Regions from separate parts of the Mus musculus genome. Here all the other regions are linked to region 2. The links are chromatin contacts, called in public Hi-C and promoter capture Hi-C maps. All regions are on one chromosome and are shown on one strand. Each heading gives the region's core, a stretch centred on a gene start, on an enhancer-like site or on the middle of the called end of the contact. The rest is flanking DNA. Distances are from core to core; before and after follow the strand shown.

Evidence for each region. Promoter capture Hi-C pulls out the DNA fragments that hold promoters and counts their contacts. A called contact is a pair of places that touch in the nucleus more often than the background predicts.
Region 1: a contact with region 2 is called in a Hi-C map of liver, with 2.3 times the contacts expected there. The contact joins two enhancer-like sites. A contact is called at or near these places in 1 of 484 Hi-C or Micro-C datasets (liver), 4 of 115 datasets of contacts at active chromatin or transcription factors (astrocytes, embryonic stem cells, epiblast stem cells and 1 more) and 1 of 9 other capture datasets (embryonic tail).
Region 3: a promoter capture Hi-C map of liver shows a contact between it and region 2, with 2.1 times the contacts expected there. The contact joins the promoter of Colec11 here to the enhancer-like site in region 2. A contact is called at or near these places in 3 of 39 promoter capture datasets (the C10 cell line and liver), 5 of 115 datasets of contacts at active chromatin or transcription factors (embryonic stem cells, epiblast stem cells and stem cell-derived neural progenitor cells) and 1 of 9 other capture datasets (adipose tissue).

Annotation. Positions count from the first base shown.
Region 1 is chr12:28,803,045-28,806,209 of GRCm38.p6, reverse strand. The region is part of intron 3 of Eipr1 (EARP complex and GARP complex interacting protein 1); the gene reads right to left. Among named protein-coding and RNA genes, the nearest start is that of Gm46345, 38 kb to the right of the region's middle. Within about 2 kb of position 1,294, at least 131 of the 459 cell types and tissues checked have an H3K27ac peak or open chromatin away from gene starts, as enhancers often do. A contact at or near this core is called in liver, where this site is marked.
Region 2 is chr12:29,073,780-29,076,941 of GRCm38.p6, reverse strand. No RefSeq gene overlaps it. Among named protein-coding and RNA genes, the nearest start is that of Gm31333, 67 kb to the left of the region's middle. Within about 2 kb of position 1,546, at least 20 of the 459 cell types and tissues checked have an H3K27ac peak or open chromatin away from gene starts, as enhancers often do. A contact at or near this core is called in liver, where this site is marked.
Region 3 is chr12:28,621,584-28,624,738 of GRCm38.p6, reverse strand. It overlaps Colec11 (collectin sub-family member 11), which reads left to right and starts at 1,409. Exons shown (of 7, transcript NM_027866.2): 1 at 1,409-1,505.

The DNA.
Region 1 (3,165 bases), core at 45-2,544, 270 kb after region 2:
CAACAGCAGAGCCTCTACATTCAGGCTGCGCATTCCCTCCTAGATGCTCTACAACTAAAACTGGAAAGCCAGAGAGGGGTTCAGGGGAAGAGTTCTGGAAAGGGGGGATACAGATGCAGGAGACAGGACTCAGAAGAATGTCTTGATCTCTATCACAGATAGATAGCATAAAAACGATGACAGCCGGGGCTGAAGAGATGCCTCCGCAGTTAAGAATGTGTATGTGCAGTGCACTTGTAGAGGATCCAGGTTCCCTTCCCAGGACCCATGGCAGCAGGCTCTCAACAGACTCTAACTCTAACTCTAGGGAAAATCCAATGCCCCAGCCTCCGTGCACATAGCAACACACAGTCACACACACACACACACACACGCACACACACATACACAAAATTTACAAATATGTAAGCGGCATGAACACACATTTACCTAAAACAATGACATTACTTGAGTTGCCAGATAAATGCTTGGCAAACACTAATGCTTATGGGAAAAGGGACAACCGGCCCATGATTTGCTGTCTCTTCTGAAGTAGTTGACCAGCCTTGGTTGATGAATGAGGGCCTATGTGTCCACTGAGTGTGTGGGGTCACTTGGGCGGTGCTCCATTTGATCCTGCTAATATCTTGTAAAATCTTGGCTCAGTCGTGCAACCTCTGTGAAGGCAGCTGTCTTGTGTGTGAGCTCCAAGGACTGCACAGAAGACAGAGAAGTGAAAAGCACACCACCAAGAGTCCTTCCTCTCCTTCAGCTCTGACTCTGAGCTGGAGCATCACTGCCTAGCATATATCAGCTGAATGGAACAAAGGGTGCTCTGTCCTCCACCCCACATCCTTAACTGCATTAGTCATTCCTGAGCTTATCAGGAATGCACCAGCAGCTGCAGTATGCCTCAGGACATCTCTAAAGCTTGACTCCAAGTCCTTTCTAGTGATAACCACCCCACCCCAGGAGGAGGAGTCAAACAAGGGCAGCAAGCAGGCTGATGTCAGAGCCATCTACAGCCTTCCTTTCCAACCCAGGCTGCCCTGCCTTCTCCAGACTTCTGATTTCCTACCTGAGCCACATGAACATGTCTCCACCCACACTGGCTCTGAATATGCCCTCTAACAGAATTGCAGTGCCCAGGGCCCTGTCTTCTTTGATCACAGCTCCTATTTCACTATTTACCTAGACCTGCAGGACATCTGGAAGGGAATAAATAGGTCAAGACATAGCTGGATTCAACAACCACAGAGCAGCATAGGCTAGCAGCCAACAGTGTTCTCTCAGGGATGATGAAACATCTCAGTCAGTAAAGCGCTTATGTTGCAACATGAAGACCTGAGTCTAAGAATCAGGTAAAAGGCTCCCAAAGCTGGGGGAGCAGAGACAGATAAAAGAAACACTGAGGCTTGCTGGCCTTGGTCTACGTGGCAAGCTCTAGGCCTGGCCTATGAGAGATATCCCCCCCCCCATAACTCCTCCCCCCTGGAGCCAGAGTTAGCAGCTGTTTCGAGCCTGCTGACATGGGTACTGGGAATGGAACCTGGATCCTCTGTGAGTGCATCTTCTTGTACAGCAAGTAGAAAAATTAAAATTCTGGCTCTGCTGTTCCCTTCCAACTTTTCATGTACAGGTTGACCTATTCCCATTGATCTCTCTCCCAGCCACTTCTATAATGGAGCTGGAAGGACGATGGCCAGTGGCTCTCTCCCTGAGCTGAGCTTGATTCAAAGAGCCCTGGCTATTGGAAAGGTTTGCCTTTCTAGAAACCGAATGTCTCCAGAGGGAACAGAGTATGAAGGCTTACCCACACTGACACCCTGATACCTGGCCTGGTCTAACAGGGATGCCATGCCCTGGACCAAACTATTCAGTCACCACCCTAGCTAAATGAGGCAGTCTGGCACATGAAGCAGATGAGATTGACACAAGGTTGATACATGTATCTGCCTGCTCTCCAGAGCAAACCTCGATAACTAAAACAAGGGCAGTGGCATCCACAAAATGTCAAACTATTTGCTCTCTGGAGAGCACTCCTGTTACAGAGAACCGGTGGGTCCTCAGCATGAGCTGAAGCATCAGATCTGAGAGATGGGGTTTTACACTGATCAGAGCACTACTCGGGCACTCAGCCATGTCAGACATTAATTAACACCCTTGCACAAAAAAAAAAAAAAATCACACCTTCATTCTTTGAAACTCTAACGATTTGCAGACTGTCATGTTTAGGTTTCTACTATTTTTCCTTGGGCTGAAATACCAAAAAACACTCTCTTACAAAAATATCCACTTGATACAATTTGCACCTAAAAAAATCTTAGTTTTCTAAGTAAATATGAGGAAAGTTGTTCCGTCCGGTACAAAGAAGGTGCAAGGGGCAGCCATCAAGAAGGTCCAAGTGGCTATCAAAGGAAGCGTATTATATTTCTGGCTTCTGCGAATCAGCTGTCTGACCACATGCAAGCTACTCCAGCAAGTTCATAGGCTTTGGTGCCTTTGCCTGCAAAATGTAGACAGGTCTCAATCTCTGGGGACTTTGGAAAAGAGAAAGGAAAAATGAGCATCCTCACCCCATGCTTGAGACAGGCTGACAGCAAGAGCAACAGCTCACAGGAAGGGCCAGTAACTAACACAAGAAGGCAGTGTAAGCACCGCTTCGCCAAGCCTGTGCAAGCAAACTGACCACAGCAGAGAACAGCATACACGGTGTCTCGGTTAGGGCTCCCACTGTGTGAAGAGACACCATGACCAACTCTTAGGGGACAACATTTACTTGGAGCTGGCTTATGGTTGGTTTCAAAGATTCAGTCCATTTTCATCATGGTAGGAAGCATGGTAGCATCCAGGCAGACTTGGTGCTAAAGAAGGAGCTGAGAGTTCTACATCTTGATGTGAAGGCAACCAGGAAGAGACTATCTTCTACAGGCAGGACAAAGGTTTCTTCTGCCCTGGGTGGAGCTTAAGCATAGGACCTCAAAAACACACACCCATAGTGCCACACTTCCTCCAACAAGGCCACACCTACTCCAACAAGGCCACACCTACTCCAACAAGGCCACACCTCCTAATAATGCCACTTCCAGGGGCCAAGCATATTCAAACTACCAAAGAAGGGAACCACCAGCAGGCCAGCCTTACATGAAGGTAGGGAGGAATATGACTCTGTGCCACAACAGCCCC
Region 2 (3,162 bases), core at 297-2,796:
AGCCAACCAGGATGGTGTGCAGCAGAGTTCACTAAGATACCCAGATTCTTGGGTTCAGGAACAAAGAATTGGGCCAGGACTCATGGACAATGAGAGAAACAAGAGTTTATTAAGAGACAAAAGCATTCCAGAGTGGAAAGTGGGTCAGAGAGCTGAGGAAGAGCCTGAGGCTAAAAGCCCTGGGCCATGAAGGTCTAGATTTTTTTGTTTAACATTGTCTCCTCAGAGGAGCTTCTCTTCCTTCCTCTCCTCCCACTCCTTCCCTCTCCTCTCCCCTCCCCCTAAGCCCTTTCCCTTTCTCCTCAGAGAAGGGGAGACCTCCTGTGGATGTCAACCCTGGAAGGCCCAGATCTTCTCTAGATCATTTGCCTAGCACCACCTTCTCCTGTACCTGTCAATCAGGAGAGTGCCAGCTTACCCTTCTCCCTCATTCCCACCCCCACAGATACATGCTGTTTTGTTACCTGTAGCTTGTGATTAGAGAAGTTTCTATTCCTGATGGCTCTGAATCCTCCCTCCCTATTCTCCTACCTCAGAAAAGGACCCACTCTAAAGCTGAAAAAGATGGCTCCAGAGGGGTGCCCCAAAGACAGCTAAGGTCAGACTGTCCCCTCACCTACCCCTAGTGCTGCAAAAGGTTCCACAAGCAGAGGACGTGTGCTTCTATAATTGAAGAGAGCGAGGGGAAAGCTTGGGGACAGTAGTAATACTGAGAGGAAAATCTCTCTAACCCACTCACCCATCAGTGACACAAGACATGGAGGAAGGCACTCCTAAAATAGCTTTCTCTCAAACTCATATGGGCTGTGCTGGGACCCTAGACAGTGTCTTTCCTGCTCCCAAGACACACAGGCGTCAGGAATGCTGTCATTTCTCAGAGAGTGGAGCTGCCAGCCTGACTCTTCAACTCACAGAGGAGCCGACTGTCGGTGCAATGACTTCAAATTGGTTTTTAAGTCTGACTCAGTTGAAGAGGGTAATATACCCTCTGGGGTGGGGTGCAGTTGTGGAGACATCTGTCAAGTGGCTGCCTTCTGGGAACCTGTGTCGGCATCCCCTGCTATCGTGGGACTATCTTCCCTGCTGTTTGCAGATCTCCCACTTGTTGGGTTTTGAAGGTTGTTATGAAAAGAGGGACCTTGAAAAAGGAAGAGAAAGGACAGCTTCGTGAAAGAGCCTTTGTGGAGGCTGTCATAGGGATGTATGTCTCTATGGTGACCAAGGCCGGCTCAAACGCAAGCAGAGCAACCATCGTGCACTCTCAGTTAGAGGCAAGTAGGGAGAGAGTGTGGAGAAGGACAAAGGCTTTACAACCTTGTCTGAGGAGCTGGGGTCTGCCTGTGCCTCAAAGGAGAGCATGTGGCTTTATCCACAGAACTCAAGCTCTTCAGATGAGAAATCGCAAGCCCTTCCTCAGGTGGCCAGTGAGATTCTCAGAAGATCAAGGTTACAGAAGCGTCTTGCCAAGAGCTGTCAGTGGCAGGAAGATCAAAGGCCTCTGCTCATTCAATATTTATTCAACAAATATACAGAATCCAGCTTCAAACTGAGAGCCGAGTTCAGTAAGCCAGAGAGGCGTCTAAATAGGTCTCCAAAATCAAAGTGGAGTCTGAGAGTTAGGTATCAGACCTTGGGATGCCAACAGCCACAGGAGGAGAGAGGCCTGGGAGGGGCCACAGCCCAAGATAGAGAGCTATGTTCTCCACAGCACACTGTGAAGCTGGTAGAATATCTCTGCAAAAAAAGAGACAGAAAGGAATAAGCCAGAGAGTGCTCATGACTCACGCTACCATCTTACGACATCTTGCAAAGGTAAGGCCAGAAAGAGCACAGCCCTGGCCTAGGAGAACCAAGACCCTAAGCAACTAGATCTTGCCCCCACAATCACAGACCTGTCATAGGAACACAGCAATGTGGCTGTCTCGGAGGCAAGGCAAGGTCATGGGGAAGAAGGGCATGGTGGCTTTCTTCCCTTCAGGGTAGAAAGCAGAGCTTCATGGTTGTCTGGGAATCCCAGGCAACCCCTTCCCCATTCACCTCTCATTCTTCCAGTCTTTACATGTTGTCCACACATAATCTGAGCTTCATTTCTACCACTGGCCTTGCTCAGCCTGGGTGTAGGACACCAGAACCCACAGCTGAGCAGTGTCAGCCCTTCTAGCCTAATCCCTGCACTGTCTTAGCTGTCCTGCTTCCAACAGGCTGGCTTTCACAAGAGCCTGCTTTTGAACACATTGCTCTTTCTGACGCAAAGAGAAGCTCGTTCTTCATCCTTAGGGCACCGCCTGCTTGGTTTAGCCAAGTTTCTTCAGTCCTCTGACCAATCCTCACGGAGTCAGAGGTCTCCTCTAGGAAGACACACAAGCTAGCACAAGGCCTACCCCAACAATGTGCACCTCTGCTCAGTAGCTGGTCTCCCCTGGCTGGGGCCTCTTCCCCTGCCTGGGACCTCCTTACCATGGTTGAGGCCTCCCTTCTTTGGCTGGTTTCTCCCTCTCTTCACTAGGTCTGAGCTCCTTTTCTGCAAACCTAAGCCCCCTTCACAGACCTGGCACGTGGTATGTACTCCCAATTCTGAGGTCAAGATCTCACCGATCTATGAACTGAACCCAGTTACCACAATCACCAGTGACCTGACAGTTCTTGCCCCTGTTCGAAGGCAGCACAGATCGCATAGGCAGACATCCCAGTAATTTTCCCATTCGCCAAGCCCACATGGAAATATATGCCTCACTCTAACATCAAACTCAAGCTGCCATGTCTCCTTCCGATTCCTGAGTAATGGAGCCACAAAATAGCTCCAGCTCAGAAACTCAAGATTATCTGTATCCTCAGGCATTATATAGAGAGCACCAGAATTCCAGAGAGGATGAGGAAGGCAGGTTTCCACACCCAGCAACTCCTTCGCCTGCTGTATATTTTTATCATGCTGCAGTTGAGATTGGGGCAGGCCGTGGTTTTCTGTCTCTCTTTTACTGGAGATCAACTCTCATCTGCCATCTCAAAGCTGCCATGTACTGTTCCTTGTTGGAGTCACTAACCACAATGCAAAGTCAAGTTTACTAAGAGCTGATGAGACAACACCAAGTCCTGCACACCGACACCTCATCAGTGTTAGTGGACAAGGAGCAGCTTCACGCTTCTTTCTGTAGACTTGAAGGT
Region 3 (3,155 bases), core at 160-2,659, 450 kb after region 2:
CCCTGCCTCCTGACTGCTGGGATTAAAAGCATACGCTACCATCGCTCAATGTTTGGGTAGGTCTTAGGAAGGATTCTTGGAACTCTTGGTTAGCTTTGTGTACTTCTGTGAACTTCGGAAATGTGAATGAGCTAAAGCCATTTCTATTGATTTTGAGGAGAGCTACATGAGGCTCTGTTTGAGAAACAAAACATAAAAGCTAAGCTTTATTTAGAGGAGATTATAGATTGACATGCAGTTGTAGAAAACATTCCAGAGGGTTCCCTTGAGCCCAGTTTCCCCAGTGGAAAGTCTGGCACAGCACTGCAACCCAGATTCCAACATAAGCAGGCCAAGCCATGTCACCCTTGAGGCACACAGTGTCCTAGCCAATCACTGATCTGTCCTTGATTTTTATAGTTTTATCACTTTAAGAGTCTTATATGAACAGGTTGTAAGGGCAATATGGCTGCAACATCACACACTCCATTGATCGTGAAGTTGGTTTGACTGATCTGGCTTCTTCCCTCATGGATCTACAGAGTTGTCCTGAAGCTACACGCCAGCAGTACAGCTTCCCTGATGGAGGACGACTGTTGTTTCTTTGAGGGTGTTAGCGTGCTTGTGCTCCCCCGATCAACCTCCTAACAGGCTCTCAGGAGTAGTTTGTTTGTTTGTTTGTTTTTGGTTTGTTTGTTTGTTTGTTTGTTTGTTTTTCAAGACAGGGTTTCTCTTTGTAGCCCTGGCTGTCTTGGAACTCACTTTGTAGACCAGGCTGGCCTCGAACTCAGAAATCTGCCTGCCTCTGCCTCCCAAGTGCTGGGATTACAGGCGTGCGCCACCACTGCCCAGCTCTCTCAGGAGTATTTTATAGATGGAACTCCACAGTGGGTAGCTTTTGGAGTCTGTTTTGCTATAGCACAGAACTCTTGTTGATCTCTCCAGCTTGCTGTGTGGGAATGACTTGTAGTGTGTGTGTGTGTGTGTGTGTGTGTGTGTGTAAGCAGGTGCATGTGTATGCAGAGATTCATACACAGTCTCAGTATGCACTCCTACCTGGCTGGCCTTGAACTTGCTACATAGTCTAGGCTGGCCTTTAACTCACAGCAATCCTCCTGCTTTAGTCTTCAGAATGCAGGGATTACTGGCATGCACCCCCATGTTTGGCACATGCACTTATTCGAAGAAAAAGAAAAGAAAGCAAAACAGGAAAGAAAACCAAAATTGAGAGAGAATGTTTGGGGTGGGGTTGGCTGGGCTCCCCAGACACCCCTTTGGCAGCAGGGGCCGAGTTCCCACACTCCACAGGGCCCTGCAGGACAGCTGATGGTTTCAGGCAGGAAGCTCTTGCAGATAAGGCTGCAGCCTCCAGCAGATTCGCTGGGCTGTCTGACATCCCAGGCAGGGTTTCTCTCTGAGCTGGACTGCAGCTGGTCTCTGTAAATAACAGCCATGAGGCTCCTTGGAGCAGTGTCTCTGCCAGCCGGTGACTGTCAGGACAGCTCCTTCGCCTAGTGTGCATCCAGGTAAGAGATGCTGCCCCAGGACACTAGGCCAGGACTGGACAGGTGTCGAGCACAGGCAGGAGGGCAAATTTCCAAACAGGGCTGGAGGGTAGACCCAGGCTGTGGAATTTGGCAAAGTGGGATTCAGTATCCTGGAGTTGATCAGTAAGTTAGACGCTAGAGTTCTAAAATTTATTTAGCTCAGAGTTAAAGGTGGAATCTTCGAGAAGCCAGCAGAGGCAGATTCTGGTCAATCAGAATGATGGAAATACAGTTACTCAGGTTATTTAAGAGCTGGAGTTTGCATAGATCATTTCTAACTCCAACCTGAGAGAGTGACATACTCCAGGCTGGCAGTGGGCAGCATTTATGGGTTGACAGCTAAGAAAGCCCTGTTCAGGGACCTACAACACCAAGACATACTCAGCTGTGGTTTTAGGTAGTGTGGGGAGGGGACCAGGAGGGAGGTACACTTCCCTCAGGGGAGCCATCTAACAGTGGACAGAGCCTCCCAACACTGGAAAGGGGAGTAACTCCAAAGGGCAGTTGCTTGTTGTGCCCTGACACCAGGCTTTGGGACTAGCTGCTGTGTCTGAGTGGCCCCAGCTAGCAGCTCCATATTAAAATGGTCAAATTTGTAAGCCATTGCTTGGCAGAATGGAACTTGATTTGACAAGCACTCTTGCCTGGGAGAGCAGAGCTCCAAACCTTCACATTTGGTTTTCTCTCCAATCTTGAGACATCTGTGCCAAAGACGAAGGAGAACAGGCAGATGTCTCCTTACCATGGTGTTGGTAAGATCCTCCCTGTAGCCTCATGGCGGGGGGTGGGAGTGTCACTTTAGGACAGAGGAGGCTTCCAAATGACAGTACCGTTCGCAGCAGATAGTTCAGAGTCTGCAAGATCCAGGGCTTCACTGTAGGTGTTTAATGGACACGTCATGATGTGTTTGGCTACTGTGTTTCCCCCTGGCCTGCTGCCAGTTCATTCTTGTTTCTTTTGTGAATTCCACATTTAATCTCTCCCCAGAAAGCTGTCTCTTTGATGGAAGTGGGGCCCCAGTCTTTGGGCCCTGGCTAAGAGATAAGGATGTTGTTTTTAAAAAGATTTTGGGCTTGCTGCATAGTCTCCGTTTATAAAACCAAATTCCTTTCCTGAGAGGCAACGGACCAGAACACAAGCCAGTACTTCCTGGTGGACATGGTACCTCCCCCCACCCAACCTCTATGTGACCACCTGCCCTGTTCTGGGCCAGGTCTGGGGCAGAATCTGAGAAAGTTGGAGGACAGGGCCCCATCACACCCACTAGCTTAGATAGAACTGAGGGTAAGGACACACAGGCAGGAGAGTCAGTGAGAGAGGAGGAGGAGCCAGCTCGGGGTATTCTTCATCTCTGTTCTTCCTTGTCACAGCTTGTCTGCTGTGGCCTGATCTTTTGTAAAGCCACACTTAGGACTTTCATGGGATAGAAAGTGATGACTGTCTTGCTGGATGCCTGCTGTCTCTGGAGGAGCGTTTGTTTCTATGGAATACATTCCTGTGCCATCCCGAGAGCATGGAGAAAAACAAACATCTGAGCAGTTTTTAATCTAACCGACAGAGGGTGCAGCAAGGGTTAGCATCGCTTTGATTGATTGATTGTTTGTTTTCATGGGGTCTCCTTTCATAGTG